2 separate regions of the Zea mays genome follow, and region 1 is linked to region 2. A link is a contact called in public Hi-C data. All regions are on one chromosome and are shown on one strand. Each heading gives the region's core, a stretch centred on a gene start, on an enhancer-like site or on the middle of the called end of the contact. The rest is flanking DNA. Distances are from core to core; before and after follow the strand shown. Region 1 holds the start of LOC100272237. Region 2 has its middle 44 kb from the start of LOC100383867.

Region 1 (4,148 bases), core at 1,146-3,645, 180 kb before region 2:
ACAACATAGCAGGTCTAATCGTCGTTCTATAAAACATGTCTTTTAGCTTCTGGATACCCTCTTGTCATATATAACGTTAGATGCTTGATGCCGCTTTACCCATCCCGTTTTGATTTAATAGCTAACATCTCCATCAACATCCTCATTGATCCTAAATATCTAAGGCCCTGTTCGGTTTGGCCTGGAATGGCCTGGAATACGGCCCATTCCGTCTGAAATTATGTCGTTGGGATTAAAACTGGACTAAAGCCTAAATGGCTGTTCGGATAGAATCAATCCTGAATGAAACCAGGGCATTCTTGGCCTTTGTACGCCTCTTCCACTTGGATTGGAGCCATGCCTATGAACACGTGAAATCAAACCAGGCCAAGATTTAGTAAAACAACCCGGATCCACTCTATCCCGGTGTGGAACGGTTCCTAAGCTGGAACCAATCTTGGGCTGCCGAACGGCCCCTAAAGGTGTCCAATCTATGCACTACTTGACCTTCCAAATTAACATCTCCTTCCTCATGTGTAGTGTGGAAATCAGAACGCATATATTTGGTCTTAGTTCTACTGAGTCTAAAACTTTTGGACTCCAGAGTCTCTCGCCAAAACTCTAGTTTCCTATTTACTATTGTCCAACTTTTATCAGCTAGTACTACATCGTGCATAAAAAGCATACATCAAGGATATCCCTTTGTATGTCTGTTGTGACCTTATCCATTACCATACCAAGGCAAAAAGGTAAAGGCTCAAAGTTTATCTATGATGTAGTTCTATTCTAATCAAAGTCATTCGTGTGCCAAAATTAAACTTGCTGATGAGTAACTTTTTAATTCCAGCTGAACAACATATTTGTATGTCGTTTTATTATTCAATTTCAAATTATTTCAACCTGCAAGACCAGTGGTTGCACATGCCAGATTGGGCATCAACGCACAAAATAACATGGTTCATAAATAAGCCTGCAGATCATAAATAGTTATTTATGTTCGACCAATGCTTCAGATGCATGTGTCATGTCTGCTGAAGGAAAAAGGCCACGCATGCACCATGCATCTATTTTAAGAAGAGTCAACCAAATCAGACTCATCTGTTTTAGCCTGTCCTGAGTACACATGAGCACCAAATATTTGAAGAATATTTTTGTTGACTTTTTTACATGTTTATATTCAGCAACTGAAGCAACCACAAACTTTCGTCAGTTTCATCTCTAGTTTCTATGCATTTCATTGAAACAGGTGACTATCCTAGCAATCATGCACTCCTTGAGACCACATAATCAACGTGAGTCCACCTAACAGTGACACACTGAACAACATGTCCGAAACGACCAAGAAGATTTAAAGTTTTTCTCGTCCTTTATATACCAATCGTTTCACTTTTGCCGAGAACTCTACTTTTGAGTCGATATTGAAAGAGATAGGTTGGTGTTTTCTTTTGGGACAAAAGAACAACCGATTCCCTGACGTTCCAGGCTTACCAACTACAGCGAACTGCGAACGCTTTGTGTCCCCCTGTGGCTCTTCCTATCTGCCTTATACACTCATGATACTCCCAAATCCAAAAGCCACTATAGACAAACCAAACAAAGACATTGATCCGCTGTTCGCTCAACCAATTCGAACGACACATCCGCGGCTCAACCAATTCGAACGACACATCGGCGGCTCAAACAATTCGAATGGCACACCTGACGATTCATACGAAGGCGAGCATGAAATCGACGCAACAACCGCTCCCAAAAGCACGAGCACTACAAGTTCGTGTCAAGCAAAGAACGGCTACGATAGGAAATTACGAATTAGTTCGGGACGGGAGGGGTCTGGTTGGGTACCGACCGCTGAAGGCGATGCCGTAGGCAGAGACAACGCAGGTCTGGATGACGGTGTTCTCCTGCCTGGTGAAGGGCTGGCGGAGGAAGCCCATCCTCTCGGCGGCGGCGGTCCACATGCGGACGAAGAAGAAGCCGAGCAGCCCCGCGGAGACATTGAGGGAGGGGATGATCCCCGTGGTGAGGTTGAGCTTCATGACTATGACGCTGAACATGACGGCCAGCAGCGCGCTGACGACGAATGCCCGCAGCGTGAGCTGCTCCCGCCACGACGGCACCGCCTTGTCCGCGAACACCCGCTCCACGGACGCCTGGCCGTCGGCCCCAGCGCCGCCATTGCCGCCCAGCCCCTCGCCCTTGCCCGCGTGGCGGTGCCGCAGGGCGGGGGATGCAGCCGCCGCCTCGGACACCTCATCCTCGGCTCCGCCCCCGCCTCCAGCGGTGGTGTGCGGCGCCATTTGGTTGGGCGCTCGTGCTCGGGGCTCGGGTTGGTGTTTGGTGCCCGCCTTTTGGAGCAGCGGGGGAGGGGGTGGAGTGGTGGACTGCCGGGCTGGGACTTCCGGAAGAAGAGAAAAGGAAAAAAAAAAAGAGTGGGGGTCCGGGGCTGGGTGACGATGCGCTGCGCACTGGCTATACCGCCTGTACGTGTCCGAAATTTATTGGAGTAACATGCGGCAGCGGGTGCGCATTGTCCTTGCATTGAGGTGTGTGTGGCCCGTCTGCCGAGGTTAGATGCCGATCGTCCGATCCCATCGGACGGCGGCATAACAGTCCTGTGCAAGGGGCCGTGGCCGTGGGGAAGTGTGGACGTGGTTTGACTCTGACCGTTCCGTTATGGCGACCGTGCTAGAATTATTTACTTAGAGCATCTCCAAGAAAACATGTAAACTAACCCCAAAAGAGTTTTATGTGAAGAAAATGCTTTTTATGCCCTCCAACAGTTCCCTCTTCTTTCCCCCATATTATTCGTGTCCCGAATCCATTGCCTTTCCTCCCTCAAATTTACGTGTCACACATTGTTTCCCAATTGCTTCAGTGCACCTGGTTCCGTGTATTTTTTTCGCGCGTAGTTCTTTTGGTAGAGAAAGCACGACGTCCATGCTGATCAGCAACAGGCGGCGGCCTACTGGGCTCCGGTGCTTGCTTCTTCAGTCATCGAACAAAATGAACGATGAATATATATGTTCTTGTTTTTTGATCCATCATCTCACATCACCTCACATTGTAGAGTACTAGGATCAATATCCATCAGCTCATCGGCTGCTGTAGCGGGCAGCACAACAGAGGATAGCAGACTGCCGTGGCCACGTGGTTGTTTTAAACATTTTATAGATTGGTTATTAGCAGTCTGCTGTAGGTTTAGATTTTTTTAGGGATTTTTTTTACAACAATCCCCAATAACAAGTTTTGGGGAATAGTTTTTTAGTGGGCTCTTGGAGTTGCTCTTACTTGACTAGCATATAGATCCTGTTCGTTTATGAAATATATGTAAATGGCAACACAAATAATTCACACTCGAATATCCACGGTAATAAATTTAAATAAGCTCGTATCAGTTTCGAATATCCGCGGTAATAAATTTAAATAGGTTCGTATCAGTTTCTAGTGTGATATCTAATTACGGTTGAACTTAAACAAAGATAGTTTATCATTATCAGTCATTCATCACGTTACAAATATGTGAACCAAATGACACTATAGTATGTGCTAACGCTATGATCCCGCGAAGGGGAGTGATTGGGTTAGACTATCTCAGCAAACTCTCTATTTCTGACTTCACTATACAAACAGTACAATATACAGTGCAAAAATAGTACTTTGTTTACACGGTCTGCTAGAGATGGCCTTAATGGTGGTAATGAGCTCTAAATTTTACATTATAATGTTTAAGGATAAAATCGGATTAGAATCATGATCTATTTCCATTCATTTTTTAACTTGTCGGGTACCGTAATTAGGGGTACCCCCAACACTCCTATACACGGCTGGTAACCACCATCAGCACAAGTTGCAGAGACTGATGGGCACGATTCAGGTCAAGGCTTCGTCTACCTAAGGGGAGCGATCTTGCCTCGCCCGAACCCAGCCTCGGGCAGGAACTGAAGTCCCGGACGAAGTTACGTATCGCCCGAGGGCCTCCTCAGGCAGTGGGCACACCCTCGGCACGCCCGAGGCCTAGCTCAGGCAGGCTTCGTCGAGAAGCAACCTTGGCCAAATCGCCTCTCCAACCGACCGTATCGCAGGCGCATTCAATGCGAGGATCGCCTGACACCTTATCCTGACACGCGTGCCTCAGTCGTCAAGGTCGAAGTGACCGCAGTCACTTCGCC
Region 2 (4,092 bases), core at 751-3,250:
CTGCGGGTTGATTGCTTAAAACTCTAGGGGCTCTATTGTGGGCCGAACGATCCAGATCCTGCGGTCTGGATTCAATCCTAGCGCGATGAAGCGGTACGCCATATCAGCCGTCAGATCCAAGTGCAACGCTCCTGATTTAAAAACCTAAGATCTAATCCTGTGCACACGATTTAGATCGGACGTTCCGTGACGCTGAACCGAAACGGTATCCAACATCTAATCGTGGCCGTTGACGTGGATCAGACGGTGCACAACCATCCTCTCCAATCCGACCCGAGGCGTGGCGGCGCAGCACAGTATCCGCGGTGGAGGCTCGCCGGCGCGCCCGCGATTCAATGCCCCAAGCCCAAAATTGACGGGTGCTACGCAACGAGGAGGTGAAGGCGAATCGTTTGGACGGGCTTCTTACCGGGAGTAGAGGCGGCAACCACCCTGCTCGCGACGCGAGGCGGATCCACGGCGGTGTTCTAGCGCCGACGATTCCGGACCCGATCCCGTTTCCGATGATAAAATGCGGATACGGAAACGGGAGAGGGGTTTTTCCGTCCATTTCCGTCCGTTTTCATCCCTACCTTCTAGTGCTTCCCTGTCACACTGCCCCTCACGCTGTAATGATGTGGTGTTTAATCATAACCATATACCGTCAATTATACAGGTGATTTTCAGAGGTATACATTGGTTTAGATTTTGGAGACTCCTACAGAAGGAAGAAACACAACAACAAATCCTTGTCGTGTGTCAGTCTTTGGAGGTGGTGGCCATGGAGGTCTTCGCGAGCCACGGGTGACGGTCTAATACAAGGATTGACGCGGTTTAGTGTTTGTGATCTTATATTCCATACCATATTTTAAGTTGAAGTTTGTTTGATTCACAAATTGTTGGGATGATGTATTATTTGAGTTGTATGGCTGTATGCATGAAAATGCAAAAGGCCGGAACGATATTTCCATTTCCAAAAAAAATGTGTATGCTCTAATTCTTGGCTGAACCTCTAGCAGGCAGCAGCCCCTCCATACTATTCCTTCTAGTGCTTCCCTGTCACACTGCCCCTCACGCTGTGGGGACATCAAAATCTCCTGCCCCTTCGGCGTAGGACCAGGCTGCTTCAAGCAAGGCTTCGAGCTCACCTGCAACCACACAACGCATCCTCCTGGCCTCTTTTTTGCAAACAGTACCAGCACTCAGATCAATTCCTTCCATCGTCGACGGCTATAACTATGTTTATGTTTCTACAATTGGTTTCCACATCACCAAGAGCCCAGGGGTGAACACCTACCACAGGACATGGGAGGCCCCTGCCAAGGGCGTCATGCTGGATGGAGCAGGGAACGACCTGCGCGTTGTGGGCTGCGGATGTCGACGTCTACCTGTTCAGCCATAGTACAGGCCATCTCATCGGTGCTTGCACAAGCACTTGCTGCAGAGACGAAAAAGAGATCAAGGGAAGTTCTACTGTGGAGGGACACTGTCAGGGACGAACGATGGCTGCTGCAAGATCATGTTGGCGTCGGACCTGAAACTACGAGCGTATGGCGTCAAAGTTGTTCGTCATGACGTCGCAGTAGCAAAACAACACCCTGATGTCAAGGTTATTGTATCGAATCGATACGGTTACTATACAGACGATCTCTACTCAAGTTGGGTAAACTCAAGCAATGTTGGAGGTTCGTGGCTTGAGATGGTCATCACAGACCAACCAAGCTGTGAAAGTGGCAAGATGAATCAGGACAGTTATGTCCTACCATCTGGTGGAGGCTACAATTGCTTCTGTCCCAGTTACGCTCTTGGCAACCCCTACGTTATAAATGGCTGCATCCAAGGTACATAATCTATCTATCTCTTGTTAGACAAATAAAGTGCTGAGCACCATGTAATCTTGTTGGAACCAGTATTCACGCGTTCAGTTTGTTTGGCGTAGTTTCATGGGTGGCTGGAACGCGCACAGACCATTCCATGACCGCCATGTAGGTTACCCCGTCGTGACGTCGTATTTGCGTTGTGCACGTCTTTCTGATCCGAAATTACAAGAGACGTGGAGCCTTCGTGCGACGGGGAAACGGCTATAAGCCGGATATATCTCGTTCATTATTGACTAGAGAATAAACTCAGAAAAGCTGCAGCCATCAGTCTGCAGGCCAAATTCTCTCGTGTGATATTTTTCTAGATGTGTGTGACTGCGTTCCAAATCAGTGATCCTACGCCGTGGTGATCGTGGCCAGCGTTCGCCGACGGTCTGCGTCGTCTTCACTCGTCAGGGAACCGACTGTGACGGCTCGGTTCTAACATCTCTCTATATATGTGTATATATGTAGGGCTGAAAAAAAAGCTCGACGAGCTGGCTCGGTCTCGCAGCAGCCCGAGCCGAGCCTGTTTTTGTGGCTCGTGAAAAGAGCGAGCCAACTCGACTCGGTGCAGCTTGCGAGCTGGCTCGTGGCTCGACCCAACAATAATTTATTGCATAAAATCTTAATTAGCATATAACATTAGTACCGAGTAGACAATTAATTTATGTTATTTAAGATTACTATAAAAAATAATCTATTTTATATATTATATTAGTGATATATCTATTTTACTAATTTAAAATATGTTATTTAAATTTTTTTTAGATTTTATATTATAATTTAGAGAGCTTGCTAGATGGGCGAGCCGAGACGAGCTCGGCTCAGCTCGGCTCGTTTCCACCCCTAATAACACATATATTATATATGTGTTATATTCATCACCTTAGTTGATAATCACCCACACTAAAATGACTTGTAAATTTAAGTTATTTATGATCTTTGTAAGTCATTTCAGGATAGTTGATCATCACCTAAGGTAGCATTATTCATCATCCTAGGTAATGATCACTCATCCTAAAATAACTTAATAATTTTTTATTAATTGTTAAGTCATTCATGATTTTTTGTTAAGTTATTTCAAGGTTGGTGATTAACATCTATGATAACAAATAGCGTGTATGTGTGCATGTTGTTTTCAAATATTTATAGATATGGATACCGGGGAATACTAGTTTAGGTATACCCATTCCTCATAGAGATTAGAGGGAATAGAAATGTCAATGGGTATCTGATAGCCGATGTGTAAATACCCCATATATTAGGGCCTGTGTATAGCGAATTTTGGTATCCATGAGCTCTTATTAGGCCATTTTCTATAACCATAAGAATGGTGGGTGTGGACATGTTCTCTCTTGTCCTATATATACCCGTTAAGATATGATATGTGGGTATAGATTATAGAAGTCCTCCATATAAAATACCAAAAACTTGTGTTGCACACAAAGATAGTTTACTATTGTTACATCTTTTGTTGTTGATGAGGTTTGGGGCTTCTATATTTTATATTTGGTTTTTAAAGTCGTGGTTAAAATGAGTATGTCTATTGAAACGTTAGTGGATATGGGTGATGGGTACCTGTTTCCCACGCGGGTGGTGGGTATATAGGGTAATTTTGTACCCGTGGTGAGGTGGACACGTGTATGATCTTGTGTACCTATTGAATATCTTACCCACCGCCAGTCTCAGGAGGGAATTGAGAGGGTCACAAATATTCTACATGGGAAATGATTTGATCCAAATGAGTTCTTAAATGATGCTAAGATGCACCCCTGCTTGTTTAAATACGTAAATTATTTTGTTTCCACAAGTTCAAAATAATGATCCCATCCTGCACCCACAATATTTTATTATATTGTTAAAATTATTAGTTGTGATTTGCGAACAGCCGGTCGAATATATCTTTCTTTACTGCGAAAGTAAAGTTGTTATTAATTTCTTTGGATGTGCAGTATTAGTTTCCATTCCTCACAAATCCTCTCACCGTTCATTTTGTTGTTATTATTAAAAAATCCTCTCACCATATTTTATTTATTTGCCATGAAGCAGCATATAATTCAACGCCACAAGAGACGTGTATGTGGAAACATGACAATTCTGTTCCCTTTTGGGATAGAAGATGGTTGTTTTGCAAGCTATATAACTGTTGACGTTTTTTCGGAGCGCCAAACACTCAGCAAGAACCGTGGTGGTGCTCTCTGGTCAGGCGCGGACGGTCCGCGGCCTGGGGCCGGACGGTCCGCGACCTGGC

The links. Hi-C and Micro-C count contacts between places; a contact is called where the count stands out from the background.
Region 1: a Hi-C map of leaf shows a contact between it and region 2, with 6 times the contacts expected there. The contact joins the promoter of LOC100272237 here to the enhancer-like site in region 2. A contact is called at or near these places in 6 of 25 Hi-C or Micro-C datasets (bundle sheath, endosperm, leaf and 2 more).

The regions. Positions count from the first base shown.
Region 1 is chr4:149,864,313-149,868,460 of Zm-B73-REFERENCE-NAM-5.0, reverse strand. LOC100272237 reads right to left here and starts at 2,395. Exons shown (of 6, transcript NM_001158813.2): 1 at 1,826-2,395. The coding sequence starts at 2,276.
Region 2 is chr4:149,683,824-149,687,915 of Zm-B73-REFERENCE-NAM-5.0, reverse strand. No RefSeq gene overlaps it. Among protein-coding and RNA genes, the nearest start is that of LOC100383867, 44 kb to the right of the region's middle. Within about 2 kb of position 2,000, at least 5 of the 20 cell types and tissues checked have an H3K27ac peak or open chromatin away from gene starts, as enhancers often do. A contact at or near this core is called in leaf and leaf mesophyll, where this site is marked.